2 separate regions of the Mus musculus genome follow, and region 2 is linked to region 1. The links are chromatin contacts, called in public Hi-C maps. All regions are on one chromosome and are shown on one strand. Each heading gives the region's core, a stretch centred on a gene start, on an enhancer-like site or on the middle of the called end of the contact. The rest is flanking DNA. Distances are from core to core; before and after follow the strand shown. Region 1 has its middle 13 kb from the start of Gm24382. Region 2 has its middle 93 kb from the start of Mbnl1.

Evidence for each region. Hi-C and Micro-C count contacts between places; a contact is called where the count stands out from the background.
Region 2: a contact with region 1 is called in a Hi-C map of liver, with 2.6 times the contacts expected there. The contact joins two enhancer-like sites. A contact is called at or near these places in 5 of 484 Hi-C or Micro-C datasets (the C2C12 cell line, the MC3T3-E1 cell line, liver and 1 more) and 3 of 115 datasets of contacts at active chromatin or transcription factors (fibro-adipogenic progenitors, heart atrium and large pre-B cells).

The regions. Positions count from the first base shown.
Region 1 is chr3:60,138,697-60,143,160 of GRCm38.p6, reverse strand. No RefSeq gene overlaps it. Among named protein-coding and RNA genes, the nearest start is that of Gm24382, 13 kb to the right of the region's middle. Within about 2 kb of position 1,685, at least 8 of the 459 cell types and tissues checked have an H3K27ac peak or open chromatin away from gene starts, as enhancers often do. A contact at or near this core is called in liver, where this site is marked.
Region 2 is chr3:60,406,307-60,410,749 of GRCm38.p6, reverse strand. No RefSeq gene overlaps it. Among named protein-coding and RNA genes, the nearest start is that of Mbnl1, 93 kb to the left of the region's middle. Within about 2 kb of position 2,014, at least 225 of the 459 cell types and tissues checked have an H3K27ac peak or open chromatin away from gene starts, as enhancers often do. A contact at or near this core is called in liver, where this site is marked.

The sequences.
Region 1 (4,464 bases), core at 436-2,935:
GTTTGCATTTTTTAAACAGAAAAATACCACATCTTAAATGTGTTCCCATAATTGCTTCCAGTCATCACTCTCTCATCCAAAGAAGACAGCATCTGGATTTTAATGCTGTAGGTTTATTTTGTCTGACTTTAAACTGTATCTGAATCAAATTATATGATTTGCACTCATGTTTTATCTATTTTATGCTACCTCTCTGAGGTCATTCTTGATGTTTTTATAAGAAGATAAAGAGAGAGGAAATATGTTTTGGTGGATGTGTGGTGAGGTGTCGGGAAGGTGGTACCTCAGCAGGCCCATGCTAAGGCATCTTTCCCCTCTCAGGGACCAGCCATGGGATGGTATAGTATAAAATAGTTTATTCAGGACATGAGGAGGGGACTTAATAGGGTAGTAGAGGCAGAGAAAGGGGGCGAAAGAGAGAGCAGAGGCCATAGAGAGAGGGGGTGAAGGGAATGGGGAGAGATGTGGGAGGGGGCAAGAGGAGAGAGTAGGAGCAAGAAGACAAGAGCAAGTGAGAGCAGAGGGGGCAAGCAGCCCCTTACCAAGCAGGTAAGCCATTGCCAGGTAACTGGGGGGTGGGGCTTAGACAAAATGCTAACAGTTCTTATTTATGTTTTTCTCACATATATTACTGCTTAGTATAAAATAATGATTTGGAGATTGTATATCATAACCACATGAATACTAAAGTAATAGCATTTAAAATTAACAAGGGGCATTGGCTCAAATCTCAGAGTATAAAATAGATTGAAGGAACTAAAAGAAAAGTTAGCTTATGCAGTTCTTTTAAACTCCTCTATCTTACAAAAAAAAAAAGACAACATATTCATTTCAAATAGCAAGCCCCTATTATTAATAATTTACCTGATTCCCAACTTACCTCATTTGTCTGGCTATCTTTTATTAGGGATGAACATATGAGGAGGGGCTTCTCTTTCCCTGTCTCTTATGCTCATATTATCTGGTTTATTTCTGGTTATGAGTCTTGGAGTTTCAGTCATCCTGTTGGGATATGAAATAATGACATGGAAATATAAAAATAATAAAATGGTCAGCTGGAATAGCATGGTAAGAGAAGCTTGTATTACACTTTCATGGTACTAAACCAACTTGTAGACTCATTGTTATTTAAAAACAGAAATTCTCTAATAAGTTAAAAACATCATAGACATTTTCAGTTACTACAACTGAAAAGCTTTGCTGGCATATTCCATCCAAATAATTAGATCAGAACAATAAAATTGATGAGCCCTACTGGGAATTATGGTGAATTTTACATTGAGTTTCTGAAAGTCAGCAAGATCCAACTAGGGAAATTCAGTGTCTAGTCCACAGAGGAGTGGCACAGTTACATTAGAATTTCTTTCAGCTTATGATGTCTTACAAGAATGTTCTGAATTTCTTGTCATTGTAGTGGGACTTAAGAAAACATCCAGCCACTTCATGACTGATCCTATGGTGAATGTCTGGAGCCAATGGGCTTTTGACAAGGTTGGTACATTGCCAGGGTCACAAAATGTCTCTCTACATCTTCTTTCCAGAAGGTAGACTACGGGTACTGTGATCTAAGATGATTTGCTGCCTGCTTACATAAGAATGTCCCAGATGTGTGGGGTGTGGAGGGAGGCCTAGACCAAGAGCAGTTCAAACTGTTCTCATCTTCAAGCTGGAACTGAAATTGACCACACCTTTATGTGTAGTTAATTATTGTTACTTGCACAGAAGGTCTCTTTATTTTACATGCATGGGCTTTTGACATTAGTCAGAATAAACAACTTTATGCTTAGTTCTCTGTTTTGTTAGTTAATAATTTTTAGGTTTTTTTGGAATTAACAATTATTAACATAATGATTGCATAATTGGCTGTATTTCTTGAGGACTGATGGACACTGTGAATCCTATCATGAAATAGGATGTCATACTGACAACTTATATCTCTTATGTTTATGAGGACATCATGTGCACTGTGGAGTTAAACAGTGAGATTGGAAAGGCTGCCCCATACTTTGTTGTTGATAATATGTGAGTTCAGGAATCACAAGAACAAATTTCATTAATTTTTCTTGTGCTCTTTAAGGGAGAACTAGTTATATACAGCTAAATTTCCAATTCTTAAATTTTTAGTTTTATCTTTCCATGTTATAGAAAGAAAATCAAGGATTTGGAGGTCTTAAAGAACAATCTTATAGCATTGTTAAGCTGCAAAATCTTTAGTTACAAGAATCTCTGCTTGTGATAAGTCTGGACTACTTTAGTAAACCCCATTCTCAAACTAAAAGTCAAAGTGTACCATGAAAATGATGTCAAATATTTCTCTGAAGTCCCAAAAAACAAGCTATTGAGTATTCAGTCTTCTTACAAACCACTCACTGTATACAGAAGGGAAGCACCATAAAAGCTGCAAACTGGTCTTTCTCAGGCATGCTTATGCTAAAACGGCAATATTTCAATACATTTAGGAAGATTTTAAAATAATAAAATAAAACTCTTAAGGAAATACATGTGTACAAATATGTACATTTCTAAAATGGATCCAAGAACTCAACGTGTTTGCTATCTTGTCTCCAGGTAGTTGTTTACATAGCAGGCAAGGCAGCTGCTGCCCAGCTTTGGCACCTAGACAGGAGTCATATTTCTGGAGGCACCAATTTATTTTGAATAAAGATCCAATGTCCTCTACACAGATAGGGTTTTCTTTAACGCCAACGGCATGCCTTTTTCTACTTACATTTCCTGGAAAATACATGCATATTTTGTAACCAGTCTATGAATAATGAAATGTCTCCTAATGAATGGCAGACTTCAGAAGGTTGAGAATTTTAACCTGGGTAAACAAGTACATGTTTGTATGTCTGTCTGGGTTTATGTGTGCTCACACTCCATTCCATAAACCATCTGACAAAAAGTCCTTTCTGCCACCCACCTCCCATATTTTATGGAGTGATGGAGGAGGGTAGTTCTTCACAAGAGTCTAGTTATGTGCTTCTGTCTTGAGACAGTGCAGGAAATTGTAGAAGCTAAAGCATGCATTCTCTCAAGATGTCCTTGCAGCAATAATATTTGTCTAGAAGAAGAAAGACTTTATTAATCTTTGTTTATCAGATTATAGATCTTCCTGTGGAAAGACTTTAACAGTGCTGAACATGTATAAAAAAAGGTGAGAAGACGGTGCTTGCTACATCAGCCAGAGTGAAGGGCATCAGAGAGTCTGGCTCCTGGGTGTCTGTCACATCTCCTTCATTCAGCATCTTACTGTTTTTTTTTTGTTGTTGTTGTTGTTGTTGTTGTTCCATATGTGTCCAATGCAGATGGATGAACATAGTAAAACCAAGGGTCACACTGCCACTCCATATATGGTATAAGTAGAAAAGTATCTCTAGGGGTTTCTTTCTTAAACACAAATGATGAACTCTGTCTGTACATGGCTCTGCATGGGGCTAGTAACATGACCTGGATTTTCAATTTAGACTTTTAATGTCTCAGATTTCTCAGAAATTCAATAAGATGAAAACTATGACAATAAATTAGAAAAGCATAATCTCATTTATTTTGAAGGGCAGCAACAAAAAAGGTAGCCATCTTTTCTATGCTACTTAGACGATAGCTGCTGCATTTTAAACACCCCTCTGAGTTTTGGGTTGAAAAGCATATTGGCGGTTTCATTTTTCTCATGACTAACTTACCTGCAAGTTAGTATGAAGAGTAGGATGCTGTAGTACCGACATGGGTCATCTTACCAATACACTGTAAACATTGCAAATGAAAGCAAAGCCAAAAGTCAAGAGACAGTTTAAAGTTCAAGCTTGCAATTTCACACATGAACAGACACACAGACAAACACATATGCACATGCACGTGCACACACACACACCACACAAATACATCTGACAATGTACATTGTAAATTCCCTTTATATGCATTTTACTTATCTGAGTTTTAAAAGTGCAAGTACTTCAAAAGTCTCCTCCTTTGTCAAATTTACAATATGAACCAGAAAGAGACAGTAAGTGGGATATTGTATTTATGCATGTACACCACTGTGGATCCTTAATGGAAATGTCAGCTCTGTTCTACTGAATTGAGCCTTGGGTTTTGTAAGCATTGGTTATACAATAGTTTCAGAGATGGAGCAACTTTGTAAAGTGGGATCGCTCTAATTATGTCTGTGTCATTGTGAAACAGATGATAAACCTGATGGATAAAGAAGAAAATGAAAGCCATTTAGCTCCTGAGAAATACAACTGTTGCTTTTAAAGGTAAAAAGGGCAGCCAAAAATTAAGTAAAACCTTCACTTGCATATTTGTTCCCCTTGTGGTACACAACCTTAGTGATGTTACAGGAAGTATCAGTACTACTTCTACATCCTGCAGGTCACTATCCAAGTTGCACATCTGTGCTGATTTGCATCCAACAGCACCCATTCCACTGCTAACTTTGAGGGGACAGGACTACTCCCTGGACAC
Region 2 (4,443 bases), core at 765-3,264, 270 kb before region 1:
ATCTAGTCTGCAAACAAATAAGCAGCTCAGAATTAGAAGACACCAAAGGTGATCACTTCACAACATTGCATTGTGTACCTTTAATTAACATGCAACCCATGAAATATGGAATTTACATAACATTTGCGTTGCTATGGCCATTGGTAGCTCCCCTAGACAGTCTGAAAAGGACCCAATGTATGAGGCAAGATGGACTTGAATGTGGGAGGGCACTGGGGAAAGGTGAACAACATACCGGTTAAGCTACCCAATGAGGGTTCTTTAAAATCAATCTTTCTACATTAAAGATATTTGGAGATTGGAACCTTGACCGTAGACATTGTTCTCAAAGGAAGCAGGTTTCTTCCAAAGAAAGAAATTCTGCATGCATATTTTGACAAGATCTTTTATATTTGAGTTTAAATAATAATAAAAAAATCCTCTTCAGGCAGATTTGGAAAGTAATTTTAGAATGGCTTAATTTTCTTTTTATTAACAAAAACACAGACATAATTTGATTCATATTCCAGTTATGTTCTCTTGGCCACAATGTAGACTGAACATTATAATTTAAAAAGAAATTAAGATGATCCCTCAAAGTTTTCATAGTCATACTTGAAAACCCACACCTATGTAATGATGTCTGCAGTAGCCCACATGCTTCTTTTCATGTGAGCTGAAGTATGCATTACTACACAAACTAAAACTTCCCATAGCCATTACTAATTTTTATAGTTTGGACACAGTGGTATTCTTTTTCAACTTTTCTTACTTGGGTCAAAACTCTAAATAATTTACCTAATTGGAAATATAAGAAACTTAAAACATATGTACAGTCTCACTATATAAACTACTGGGCTTCGAAGGACTAAACTGCTCTCCAGACACTCAGTGAGTCCCATTTACAAAGAGCAATAACTTTGCAGGATAACAGTCATTTATTATTGTCATGATTTAGCCAGTGTCTGAGCATCTCAACTTTTCTTAAAGATTTTGGAGTTTTTAAAAATAAATTATAAATTATATATTGTCTTTGTAGTTCATTAACCAGAAAACAAAATGCATGATTACAAATCTGGTATTTCCATACTTGATAATTAACATAAAAAAATCCCATTTCTTACCAAGAAGTGAAAAAGGACTATCATGTTTCCAATTAAAGCTACATTTTAAAAATGCACTACATCCATGTATACAGCTGTGCATTCTGTAAATCATCTTAGATATCCTCAAGTGCTCTGTGTTGCTTTAGATTGATATTGGTGAACTGATCCTGTCAGCTGCTCTGGAACACAGCTGAGAACATGGGCCCTGCACTGCCCCTGTAACTTGTGATCTCACAACTTCTTTGGTGGGGAGCTGGCAAAAGGGATTGCTGTTACTATTCTATTTTAGCTTTTCAGTAAGTGCCAACAAACAAAATTATATTCCTTCCCTTTTATGGCTTTCTTCAAGGTCCTGGACAGCAGAGAAGGCATTTGTGAGGCAGGCAACATTACAGTTAGTGTTAAGTAGCTTATATTTTAACTGCAGGGAATTTGCAATCAGGTCTATACATATTTTGGTTCTTTCTCACAAAGTTACTTGAAAATAGGAAAGAAAAAAGAAGTGTGCTTTATCCCTATTTCTTTTGTTTTTCTTCTGAAATGAGATGACCTTTTAAGAACACCCAGGGAAAGTCTCCTAGTTTGGCAGAGACAGGAAGGACTGAGTCGGGTGGAGTGAAAACGAAAGTAGAGGCAGTCGACACATCTTATTTATATCAAATAATTTTGAAGCAGAAAAGAGAAGTTATTTTCTTTTTGTCACTGAGAGAGGTACTTTCAGCTTCTTCTAAAGGCAGACATGAACAGAGGCTTGGAAGGCATGCAGCCGCTGCTTGGAAAAATGCAAAGGTTTTTTTTTTTTTTTTTTTTTTTCTAGAGTCCTGGTAGCTTGCCACTAAAAACAGTTGCTGCTCCAAGACGTCTGTGGCTCATGCCAGACATTCTATCAACAAAGCAGAGCACTATGGCCTCAGACATGTGTGTGGACTTTTCATGAAGACAACAAAGTGATCTTTAAGATAAGCACGGAGAGCAGAGTCGTGCCACTTAGAACTGGATCAGGAGGGGTCAGCTGGGACCTCTCTGTTCCTGCTCTGATCATACATCCAAAGATCCACTGAAGGGGAGGGACAAGGGCAATCAGCCAATGCTGTGTTCATTTACAGGATTATCACGTTACCTTTCTGGTTACCTTTCTTCAGACGTTACATAAGTAATGTTCTTTAACACAGAAATAGACAGTTTCAGGGATGACAAGAGCTTCTGTTTGCTGGTTAGGTGAGTGAAGTTCACAAAAAGCAAATATGACTGCAATCATGAGCTGCCTGTGAGTAGAGACTTGAGAGAGAGATTTGTTTCATGAAGCAATAAAATATAGTTAAATATGTTTACTTTCAATGGTAAGGAAAGCTTCTGTCAATGTGTATTCCACTTTAGATCAGAAGCAATATTTTCCTCCTGAAAAAAAATACCTCCTTTATCATAGAAATATAAAGACATGAAAGTTTCTTTTATTCCTAAATTGGCTTAAAATATTTCTAGAAAATGGTTTCTGGGTTGAAGGGATGGTTCATTGGTTAAGAACACTTGTTGCTCTTGCCTAGGACCTGGGATTGGTTGCTAACATCCACGTGCCAGTTCACAAATGGCTCTGTAACTCCAGTGTCAGGTGATCTGATGTCCTCTTCTGATGTCCATAGTAGGCACTGTATTCACATGGTGCACACACTGAAAGCAAAAAACTCATACCTGTAAAAATATCTAAGAAGAGAGAGGAAGAGAGAAAGTGAGTGCTATTTCTATAAAGATAAAATGGCATGTCATTGTCATTGAATATTTCTATAGTAGCAATCAACAGCATGTAACTGAATCCAGTCTCTGTGTCAGAGCAGATCACAGTTTGGCCACTTTAAGTGATTCCCCCACTGAAAGCCCTCAGCTATACACTGGCTGTGCCTTTCCCCAGTTTCTAGGTTGAGAAGTATCTGTTTTGCAATCAGGTCTTCTCTCATTAGTCCTGTTTTTCTAGTAATGGCAACTGAAATAGATGCATGTGGTTCTTTCCCTAGGGGGATTATAAACACGTAAAAGAAGGAGGCATAGGTGTATGATGAAATATTGTGTAACCGTTGACTGCTATGTTGCTATTTTCTAATGGCAAAGGAAAAATTACATCATATGACTTGAAGTGAAACAAACATTTAGAAAACATTTTTAAGCATACAAGTCACACACACACACACACACACACACACACACACACACACACACACATATATATATATATATATATTACATGACTTATAGGATTTGGAGATTTATTTTCTTATTTTTCTTTTCCAAATAAGTGGCTACACTTTTTTTATAATCAGCAATCTGTGTAAGTAATTATGAATATTAAAACTAATTTCACAGAAAAACGTAACAATTGGATTTGTGAACCGTGATGAAGCTGTGTGTTTTCAGACCATGTAGCTTACCGAAAACTTGTTTTCTAAGGGGAAGCCGAGAAACAAAGGAAAGAGATTAGCAAGTAACACTCTTCACGTGTCTTTGCTTTCTCCAGAGAAATCTAAGGAAATAACAAGATACAGTTTGAATTTTAGATGTTTACCATGATAATGCTTATATTATGGACTCTTAAGACAAGGGAGTGAAAGGGTTTAGTTTTGAAAGGGTTTTTCTTGTTTTTGTTTTGTGTTTTGTTTTGTTTTGTTTTGTTTTTTTTTATATAGACAGAAATTAGAACTAGGTACAGGATTAATTTAAACACATTTTATTGTTCTCAGTTTTTCAGCAGAAGAAAGCCCACATACATATCAGGGAGCAAAATGGACATTGGAGTAAGAGTGGCCTCTTTAATTCCTAACTGCCACACTTACCAGATATGTCACAATGGCTAGCTCAGATCCTCATCATAAAAGGCTACACAATGCTGTTTTATAGGCAATAGTGAGGACAAATGAGAAATGCATTTAAAGCACTGATAGACTAGACCACGGCCCACAGTTGGCTAGCAATAAATACTGCTTTCCTTTTCTGTAACTGCAGCCTTGGGGACCTGATGCACTCAGCCGCTTTCTCCCAGGACTTTTATCTATGGCACAAGCATCCCGTAGATGGCAGGTTATACTTTCATTCTTAGGGCCAGATAGCCCTCCTCCTTTCTTCCACCTGTGGTTTGTTTCTTTCTTTGTACTTTTTGCGACCCCCACTATGAAATCAAACATATCCACTATGCTGAGTTTTCCACTCTATGGACTTCATACTTAGAGCATAGAGAACCTCAGATTTATAGGAAAGGATTCCGTTTTGGAAGCTAGGAAAGCAGAAAGGCAAGTGAATTCCATACTGGAGCTACGTTTATCATTCTACTTTTCTTCTTAACTTTTTTACTCTTCACACAGAGTATTCTCTG